2 separate regions of the Mus musculus genome follow, and region 2 is linked to region 1. A link is a contact called in public HiChIP or PLAC-seq data. All regions are on one chromosome and are shown on one strand. The core of a region is the stretch at or near the end of the contact, and the rest is flanking DNA. Distances in the headings are between cores, read along the strand shown. Region 1 overlaps Myo1d (myosin ID). Region 2 has its middle 26 kb from the start of Gm11418.

The links. HiChIP or PLAC-seq counts read pairs in DNA pulled down with a chosen protein or histone mark.
Region 2: an H3K4me3 HiChIP or PLAC-seq map of forebrain shows a contact between it and region 1, with 8 times the contacts expected there. The contact joins two enhancer-like sites. A contact is called at or near these places in 7 of 115 datasets of contacts at active chromatin or transcription factors (embryonic basal ganglia, embryonic forebrain, embryonic hindbrain and 4 more) and 2 of 9 other capture datasets (embryonic tail and embryonic trunk).

The regions. Positions count from the first base shown.
Region 1 is chr11:80,667,115-80,672,181 of GRCm38.p6, forward strand. It overlaps Myo1d (myosin ID), which reads right to left. Exons shown (of 22, transcript NM_177390.3): 11 at 3,735-3,905. The region is part of intron 2 of Gm38907 (a long non-coding RNA gene); the gene reads left to right. Among named protein-coding and RNA genes, the nearest start is that of Gm38907, 51 kb to the left of the region's middle. Within about 2 kb of position 3,092, at least 35 of the 459 cell types and tissues checked have an H3K27ac peak or open chromatin away from gene starts, as enhancers often do. A contact at or near this core is called in forebrain, where this site is marked.
Region 2 is chr11:81,611,134-81,616,200 of GRCm38.p6, forward strand. It overlaps a transcript of Asic2 not described here. Among named protein-coding and RNA genes, the nearest start is that of Gm11418, 26 kb to the left of the region's middle. Within about 2 kb of position 2,233, at least 89 of the 459 cell types and tissues checked have an H3K27ac peak or open chromatin away from gene starts, as enhancers often do. A contact at or near this core is called in forebrain, where this site is marked.

The DNA.
Region 1 (5,067 bases), core at 1,842-4,341:
TGAGGCACACACATATCACAGTCCATATAATCTACTCTTAGAGCATAACAGTGTTTCTCTCACATACATGTTGAGGCTCAGTGAGGTAGACAGATAACACTACATCAAATTGCTAGTAAGTGGTATCCCTGAAAGGCTCCAGGAAACAGAAAGGGCCACGTGTTCGTGCATCCAGTGTCGTGGTTCATCTGCCTGCTGAGCTGGACTCCAGCTTAGGTGCTCTTCCCAGAGTTGAGTGCTGTATACAGTTTATCACCGACAGGGGCTACTCTGTAAATGGCAGGCTTTATATGTCACTGGATTTCTTCATGACTTCCTCCAACTTTCTTTGCTACAGTAGAGCCAAGACAGCAGATAAGTAAAATTCTACACAGTACCACTTAGAACTGCAATACTGGTACCACTGAGATGACAGTGCCCTACAGCACAGAATCCTGTCCCGGTTAGCAGGCTTCAGACGCTAAAGGAACAGTGTCTAAGAGGTTCACAAATGACGAATTATAGGAAGTCAGAGGCTTACTCTCTTTCAATAGTTATTTATCTGAGAAGGTAGAAAGTTAAATAAATCTGGAGTCCAAGGCATCTAGTGTAAAGGTGTCTCCAAAATATATCCTCCTCCAGAGCTCTCAAAGCTGCACTTTTATTTTTAATTGTGTCTACGGGGGTTTATGCAGTGTGAGTGTGGGTTCCTTCAGAGGCCAGAAGGGGCTCTTGGATGTCCTGGCTCTGGAGCTAAGGCAGTTGTAAGGTTCTTGACATGGGTGCTGGGGTCTGCACAAGGCCAGTCTGCACTCTTAACTGCCGAGCACTCTCTCTACACTCTTTCCCCTCACCTCCGCCCTTTTGAAATATTCTTTAATTTGTAAAATTCCTGAAGGAATAAGACTCAAATTATGATCCATTCTTACATTTGTATAAAACACAAAGCTGTGATTGTCCTCAACACACACACACACACTCTCTCTCTCTCTCTCTCACACACACACATAAATCCATTAACTTTTTCTTGTACTGTTATATACTTGTTTTAGCTTTTTATTTTAAAATATTTTATAGTTGTTTAGATCATGTGACTGCTTCTCCATGTTACTTTTAAATCAAAAGGAAGATTTTTAGCCCCAAATAAAAGTCACCAATCTTTTATTTAATAAGCCAGTAAGTCTGTCTGATCAGTTAGCAGTAACAAATGATACCTGGCTCAACATACAACCCAATGGAATTATTTAACTAAAAGGTATGAGGTGATTTAAACATCTTGACAGCTTGGCTATTTCATTTCTTTCCTTATTAGGTAAAATTCCTCAGAAGATGAGGGATGGCTCAGTTGGTATAGCGCTTGCAGCATATACATGAGGACTTGATTTGGATCCTTAGCAATTACATACTATAATTGGGTACAGTGATGCCTGTAATCCTAGTGCTAGTAGGGCAGAGACAGGAGGATACCTGATAGCTCTATCAGGGAGGTCCAGGCTCAGGGAGAGACCTTGTCTCACAAAATAAACTAGGTTAGTGGGATGGCTCAGTGGGTAAAGAGGCTTGCCACAGAGCCCGAGTTTGATCCTTGGAAGTTACATGGTGGAGAGAATGAACTCCTGCACGTTGTCCTCTGACTTTCACATGTGTGTCAAGGCATGCATATGCATGCACACACCCAAACACATAAATAAATGTAAATTATTTTTTAAAAGTTGGAGAGCAATAGAGAAGATATAGGACATTGACCTCTGACCTCCATATATGCTTACATACAGACATAGACACATACCACATATACACAAATTCCCCAAAGAATATACTTTAAATATTTCATTTCAGTATTTATCCATGGGATACTGAGGGAGGAGGAAAAAGAAGTAGGTACTTGGTCTGTTGGGAAACTGGGACTTCCACCAAAACCAGTAACAAAGAAGGAGATAAATAAATAAAAGAGAAAGCAATCAATTACTATTACTATTAGGATTTCCTATCAAAACAGTAGCAAGTGTTTAAACACAAGATGTTCAGTTGCCTTAAGGAGAGATTACAGCTTAGTGTGTTGGCATGCAGTGCCAGCATTAGACACTTGCGTGGCTGAGGCTCAGTACAGCCCTGAGGTCTGAGGCCAGTCTGAGCAACACAGAGCTAGAGTCCATCTCAAAAAAGAAAGAAAGTGAGATTACATTTCAAAAATACTTGAAGGATTAGATGGATGGCTCAGTGGTTAAGAGCACTTCCAGAGGAACTGGGTTCAAGTCCTCCTTCCCACTCCTGGCCTTTTAGGGGACTGTATGCACATGGTGTACATTCATGCAGGCCAAATGCTCATACCCATAAAGTAAAATGAAAAAAAAATTTTTTTTGCCTGACTGATTTACTTAATTCAGCTATATAAATGGCTGAATGGCAAAAGATAGAATAATAATTTGGGGTGTCACTTTTGGGACTTACAGATATCTATTTAAATATAAACAATTTAAGAAAGATTCATTTGGTATGATAAATCAATATAATTTCACCAATACCGACTGTCTAGTATCCAGAGGGTACATCAGTAGATGAATCTCCACAACCTGTGATGATATCTCTAAACTCCCTTACAGTCCGCCATTTGCCTAGATAAAGGTACCCCCTAAATGTCTCACTGAGACTAGGGTTACTTTCCATTTTGTACAGTTTTGTGCCCACCTCTGAGGACTAGACCTGCTTAAACAAGAGGTGCTTAATCAGACGTTTGGGTCTAAGTGGGAACTGGCTGAAGAGACCTAGGTTCTAAATGCATTAGCTGAAGACCAGCTTGTAGCTACAAGTAACAGCCCTGAGATAAGTGTCAGTTAATAATCAATTTGCAGATGATTCACACCCTATTTATAGTTAATGGTGGAAGTTCTCCATTAAGATTACATAATTCCAAGGGGACGGAGTTAGGAAGTAGATTTATTCATGCAGCAGTGGCAATGTGCTGCAGACTTACAGAGAAACAAAACTGCTGCCCATTTCTTTCTAGATGGGAAGGAACAAGGCATGTTTTCCTGGCAGCGTCTGGTTCCTGAACAAGCTTGCATTTGTGAGGAAGCCTGGGGTGATGACGAGGTGTCCCTCCCCAACACAGACTTCTAAACAAACACAATTGATGAGCATACTGCATATATAAGGTCTCGCACAAGAGTCTGTGAACCACAACTCCTACCAATTATTGTACAAATGTGGTTTATTTGTGACATTTTTAGATTGTAAAAAATGGAGACTTGGAAGTTTACTCAATATACTAAAAGAATGCATTTCTCCATAACAACCATGACTGCAGCTAAAATCTCTCATTTTTAAGCAGGTCCCAGGGTCTGAAGAATGCAGTCAGAACACACTCCATATTTTGTCACTGAGGACTGTGGTGGAAAGTCAAGGACAAAAGCAATTTCTTATGCAGAGCTATCAGATGCAGGCATAAAATTCTAGCACATGGACAAGTACTCAGCATCTATTGGCTACAAATGACATCATGCTTTTAAAGAATCCTGTTCATTTTTCCTGCATCTAGCAAATGCCTTAGTCTGTAGCTCCCTCTCCTGGATACTATAATTCTGTCAACCTCACCACTGTATCAGAGAAGCAGAACTCACAGAGAGATACATTATTAATCAGGCCTTTCCCCTTTATTTGACTGTACATTCTTTTAACCTATTATAAAGCAACGTTGCCCTGCCAAACAATAAGCAAAAGTCTTATAGCTCAAGATAAGAGGAAGGTCTTATTACCTTTCGGCTGGAAAAATGACCATGTTTGCCCAATTTACTGTTAAGGGCCTCAAGGAACATTCCGTCAGTGACTTTGCCAACATTCATACACGCGTCATCCAGGATTGCAATGATGCCTTTGTGCTGCTGCTCCACGAGGTCCACAATGATCTGGTTGTTGAAGTAATCAATCTGCAGGACAAGCAGGAAAGCAATGCCCAGGAGAACAGGAACCTCAACAAGCAAGCACATAGGTGTCCCCTTCCTTCACCTCAGTGTCAACTGGGCAGACAGTCAAGCACACATGTTAACGGAGGTCTCCGACCTAATGCCTTCACTCTTGTGCTATGAAGGGAACATCAGTGATGACTGGACTAAGGCAAGAGTGATTAATTCTTGTCTTTGTCCTTCCTGCCTCCCCATCCTACATCCAATCCCACTCTTTCAATTGAGATTAACTTTGCTTTGGGGACATGTAATAAAATGTAAGCAGACAGTTTTGATTCTCATGGTAAGAGGAATGTTACAGGTTCTGAGTGGGTGAAGGTCAGGATGCTGTTAAACCGTTCAATGCAGGACAGCCCCACTGCAAGAATTACCCGTGTTTTCATGTTTATATGTTCAGTACTATATTTTCAGTTATGAATAAAGTTATTTACACCTTTAGAAAAATGTCCTAAAATACAAAAAAAGGAAGGAAATCTGTTACTGGCAAACATTTCAAATATTAGGACTATGAAAGTAAAGTCTTCTGTCCCGGGTATAAGAATTACCTTAAAATTTCAACTGTATTCCTAGAAGCCACTGATGTTGGCTGAAGATTCTAACGACTCTTGTTTTTAAGTTTAATGGTGCTTTAAGCACTGCTTAAAGATGCTTTTAAAAGTCAGGCGCTTCTGATGACCTGAATGCCCATGAGCTGGGAGAGATGTGCAAGGTGACTTATGGATACAGAGGTCCCGTGTCATACCCTCACTCCAAATGCAAACACTTTTAACAGCAACTTTCTTCCTACGACTATGGAATCTGAATAACAAGCTTTATAACTAAAATCTAAAATCCAGCTATGTCTATATAAAACATACAATGTATACAATATATTCTTAGAAAGCTTCAGGCAAACAATGTAATTGAAAATTGAATTTTAACTTTATGGGAGTTCACTAGAGTATGAAGTTCTCAATAGTTAAAATGATTTGTAGGGGCTCCAGAGATGGTGCAGTGCTTAAGAGCTCTTACTGCTCTTGTGGAGAGAGATACCTGATTCAGTTCTTAGCACACATATCAGGTGGCTCACAATCCCTGTAACTACAGCTCCAAGGTTTCCAGTGCCCTCTTCTGGCCTCCATAGAAC
Region 2 (5,067 bases), core at 983-3,482, 940 kb after region 1:
AATCACGAAACAGCCCTTCCCCATCCAGGAGCTGAGACACTGGGCAAGGCCGGTGGTGCGCTCTTCCCCTCCCATTAGGGCCAAATGGGAAGTGGAAGCGCCTCCTGCTTTCTGAGCTGACGTTCAACTCCAGGACTCAAGATGATAAACACAGGCTTCATTATGCCCCTGTCTTCTTTTGCGGGCTTCTTAAGTGATTAGTGTAATAGTCTGTACACAATAGACTTTTAATTAATTTTTGTGGAATGCATAAATGCATGAACCACCAAGGGAAGGAACTGAAGTCCCTTGTGACAACAATCCCCTGAGCCCATCTCCACTCTATCTTGTAAGGGAAGCCCGCCAGGTAGCGGGCGATACTCAGGGAGGAGGCTTATAGCAGCTAAGGAGGAGTGTATCTGGGGATGGGCTGTCCTTCCTCTGCCTCCTGGGCAGGTGAGCATACATCGAAGCAGCCTTTCATGACTGTGATCTGACAGAGAGAGATTTTGGGATTTCCTCTGGAAATCTATAGCTATATGAGGAGGGGGTTATCCTTTCTCCTGGGGTCTTCTCATGATCATGGCTCTGTCTTACTGCGCCCTCTTCAAGTGAGGTACGGCCGTGTAAGTCATAGGAAAATCACTCCAGGGTCTAATGTCAACAAAGAAGACCATTTCCTCACTGCTCCAGATAGTCCCTTGGACTGTGAAAAACCCTTCCCAACAAGCAAACAAAAATTCCGACCACAGTTAGAAACCAAAGCCCAACAGAGGATTCAGTTCTCTAGAGATTTCTCCAGTGCAAAGCCACTAAGGAAAGGATGGTCTTTGGCCTTTGGGACATCACAAATCCCGTAAGGCTGATGCATGCAGACTACCTCATGCATATGATTGTTACATAGGCAATTCTGAGATGGCACAACTCATGAGATGTCTATCACCTATGTCAGTCAAAGAAAGCCCCGCCCTTTCGGAGACCGCCTCCTGAAAGCTCTTGGGATCTAGAGCCCTGTGCTGGCTGGAGTTTGCCCCTGCTTCTTGGAATGTTTACTCATTCATTTTCGCTTTCATCAACCCGTGCGTTCAAGGATACCACATCGCAGAAGAGCCATGCTGTTTATCCCGAGTCTATCTACCTGTCTTCACCCTGGGGAACCAGACTGTTGATAAGCTAGCTGATCCCTCTCTCCTTTCTTAAGATGTACTATCAGATCTCCCGGCCCCGCCTCCCTCAGCCTCTCCATCTTTGCTTAGTCCCACCCCTCCACTGAGTGCGGAAACAGACACCCATTCATTCCACGGAGCACAAACGATGTGTAGTCGGGAGCAGAGGAGGAGCTCCTAGGATGATGGAAGGGAGTCTCTTCGGGAGTAAAGCCTCCCTTCTCCTCTACCTACTGGGGGCCTAACAGGAGTGCCTGCTGCAGGAGTTAACCTCAGGACTTAGCTTCCGCCGCCCCAAACAGGCCTTTGTACTGCCAAGTCCTTGGATTGTACAAGCTTCTCTAACACTGGGAGTCAAATCAGGATCTGCATCATCTGTGTAGCTCCCTCCCACGCCTGAGTTGTCCCTGGCTGGAGGCAGGATCTCTAGACATCTCCCGTTACTTGGGGGGAAGTCAGCAGCCCTGCAGCTGGGGTGAAGTGCTTTCTAGGAAGTTCTAACCCCTATGTGTCTTCATGCCCAGGGCTCTACAGTTTATAATGCCACCATCCGGAACCTATGGCCCTAACCCAATTTCGTTTGCATTTTCATTCCTTTGACCCTAGACCACTAAGCCGGAAAGCGCTGCCTCAGACCAATTAGGATCCCTAGTTATTTCTGAGTATTCCTTTAGGTGAGGCTTTTACAGGCTCTCTTCTGCACCAAGCTTCAGGCCGCTTGGGTCCGTGGGTGTTTCATCTTCCTAATAAAATCCATCCATCCATCTTCCCGAAGAAGCAGATATCCCAGGGCTAGACTAGGGAAATAAAGTAATAACGTTATCGGCCTTCACAGAGCTATTTAAATACAGACCCGGTTGCTGGGGAGATGAAAGGGGGCCCCTTTTGTTATGAAAATGAAGGGAGTGGGGAGGGGTTCTGTTTGTGTTTTGATATGTTAATATGCCTGGAAGCCACCCAGGGTGGGCAGTGCTGGGGAGGCTGAGTCGCAAGGCATATTTATTTGTGCAGTTTAATTTAACAGCTAGGCTACAACGGGAGCTGCAATCGGGATTGTGTAAAGATAATTACAGCCCCATTATTAATCAGATGCCTGCAGGAGATGGCTTGCTAGCTCGCGGCTCCCCGGGCTGCATGCAGATCAGCAGCCAATCTGACACAGCATCTTTGTGGTCTCATTCTGCCATCTAGTGGCTGTTTCAGGAATTGCCCAGGGAAGATCATTCTAATTTGAAGTTCCTTTTTAAACAATGGGACGACATTCTAGAAGAAAAGGCAATTGCTGCAGCTTCTGAAAAGATAAGATAGGGAAAGGTTTGGAATCACATCACCAGTTTGCCACTTTTTAGTGATTCTGAGCTTGAAGTCGGAGAAAGTAACATATTTTTGATTGGATTCTGCCCCCCCCCCTCCGTCCCCCGCCCCGACCCCGGGGAACCTGAGTCTTCTAAAGAGTTCATGAACTATATACATAAACACACTGTGCTTTTCCATTCTTTTCTCTTCCATCTTTCCCGTTCTTCAGCTTTGTATCATGTTTTAGTTTCATTTTTCTCTTGTCTCTTGGATTAAAATCTTGCTTTTGTTTTGCGTTTTTCCCTGAGTCGAATGACTTGGGGCAGGGGGTATAAATCAGAAACAACCACACTCAGTCGAGCAAGGTTGGCATGTCCCTGCATTCCCAGCACTTAGGAAGTTCATGCAGGAAGAGCTGGGGTTCAAGGCTGGCTTGATCTACCCAGTAGAAACCTTACACCTGCCGAGGGTGGGGCACGCCCAGCATGAACTGACTGCAGCGAGGAAAAGGACACCCTGAGCCTCCTGAGGGGGAGGCCAGATGTTCAGCGAATGCTGGGCCCCCACACAGCATGGGAATAATAGAATGGGGAACCAGGAAGAGAGGCAGACACACAGTTAGGTGAATATCCTTTTGATTTGACTCTTGTTAACACTGTCCTTTCAACCCTCCACACCGGCCCATTAAACCCCAAGACAGCAGAGTGGATGGAGGTAGGAGGAGGGGAGAGAGGAACAACCTCCATCTGGGAGGTCACCATGAGGATCAAGGTAGATGTGCAGTCCCATAGAGGCTGCAGACCCAGTTGGAGCCTCCCTGAGAGGTGGCCCTTTTAATAGAACCTTGATTAAGATTGTCTGACAGTTTCATTTCCCTCACATTCCGATCTTTCAGGAATTGAAAGTGAATCCAGTTTATAAGCTGCCCTGGTTCTTAGGACTTTTACTCCTCCTCCTCTCCCTCCTCCTTTTAGATTTATTTATTTTATGTATAGACGTACACTATAGCTGTCTTCAGACACACACCAGAAGAGGGCACTGGATCCTATTACAGATGGTTGTGAGCCACCATGTGGTTGCCGGGAATTGAACTCAAGACCTCTGGAAGAGCAGTGCTCTTAACTGCTGAGGCATCTCTCCAGCCCCCTTCTTTATCTTCCTCCTCCTCCCCCTCCTCCCCCTCCCCTTCCCCCTCCTCCTCCTCCTCTTTTACTTTGCACTCTCCAAACTTATCTTAACTAACAAAATAAGAAGTGGGGGTGGTGGCATGGGGGCAGTTAAAAGAATGAAAACCCAAGCCACACACCAGAGGGACATCTTTTTATAACAGGTCCTGAACCCAGCAATTTACAAAGAACTCTTAAATAGTGTCCGGTGAATGATCCAGTTGGAAAAAGGCTAAATGTTGATAATGCACACCTAGAAGGCTCCTGGATACTGTGCCACACAATGGAGCCTCCTTTCCCATCACTGAGTAATGTCTGTGTCCTGGAACTGTACAGACACAAGTAAGGAAATGACAAGATATCCCTATCACACACACAAAAGAGCTGCAGGTTAGAACATTATGCTGCCATGTACCTACCAAGATACCCACATCCCGAACAGACAGTATCTAGTTCCAGAAGAACCAGGATCATGCTCACTGCCAATGGAACTGTAAGAGGGCTCAGCCACACAGAAGACAGTTAAACAACTTCATATTCAGCCAGACAAACTCTTATTGCCCCAAACAACCATCTCTCTCTCTCAAGCATGCCCACCTGGCCAAATAGAGCTAAACATCCAGGACTTCAAACCTTGCGAGACCTCGGTTTCCTACAATCTGTTACTTGATTGCAGGGGTCTGGGGCATGAACTTGGCAAATAGCCATCTCTATCCTATCAAAATGTTAAAAATTCAAACAGGCCTCAAACCATCAACACTGCTGACTGCACTGAAAATGTATGTCTGTAAGTACAACGGTCGCAATAATGGCAGGTTTGTTCACAATTCCTCCAGACTGCAACCTTCCAGTGGAGTGATAGGATGAGGTGTCAGGGCCACCGGTGACTCTCCAGAGTTCTTTGCTTGGCCATTGCTGACCTATTTGGTGCCAACCTGGCTCTCCCCTGGTTCAGGGCAGCTGTGGATCTATGCAAACACCAGACCTACACGTGATGAGAGTATCCAGTACTCAGACTGTAAGAGCAGCTCAGCCATGTCCTTTATAACTACCAAGTGGCCACGCTCACACCTTTAGAATTAGCAACCTAGGAAAATGTCCCCAGGCACATGGTCCCGGGATGGATCTGTGTCACACACCTGAACTCAATATCTCCTTTTTGAAGCCACAACCACTCCCTTGCCCCCTTACTGACTTGAAACTTTCTAAGTAGGCCAAGCTTAGCTGTTTGGAGAATTTCAGAAATACATCCATTTCTGTGTCTCCTGAGTTCAGGTAACACTCTCTCTCTCTCTCTCTCTCTCTCTGTCTCTCTGTCTCTCTGTCTCTCTGTCTCTCTCTGTCTTTCTGTCTCTCTCTCTCTCTCTGTCTCTCTGTCTCTGTCTCTCTCTGTCTCTGTCTCTCTCTGTCTCTCTGTCTGTCTCTGTCTCTCTCTCTCTCTCTCTGTCTCTCTCTCTCTC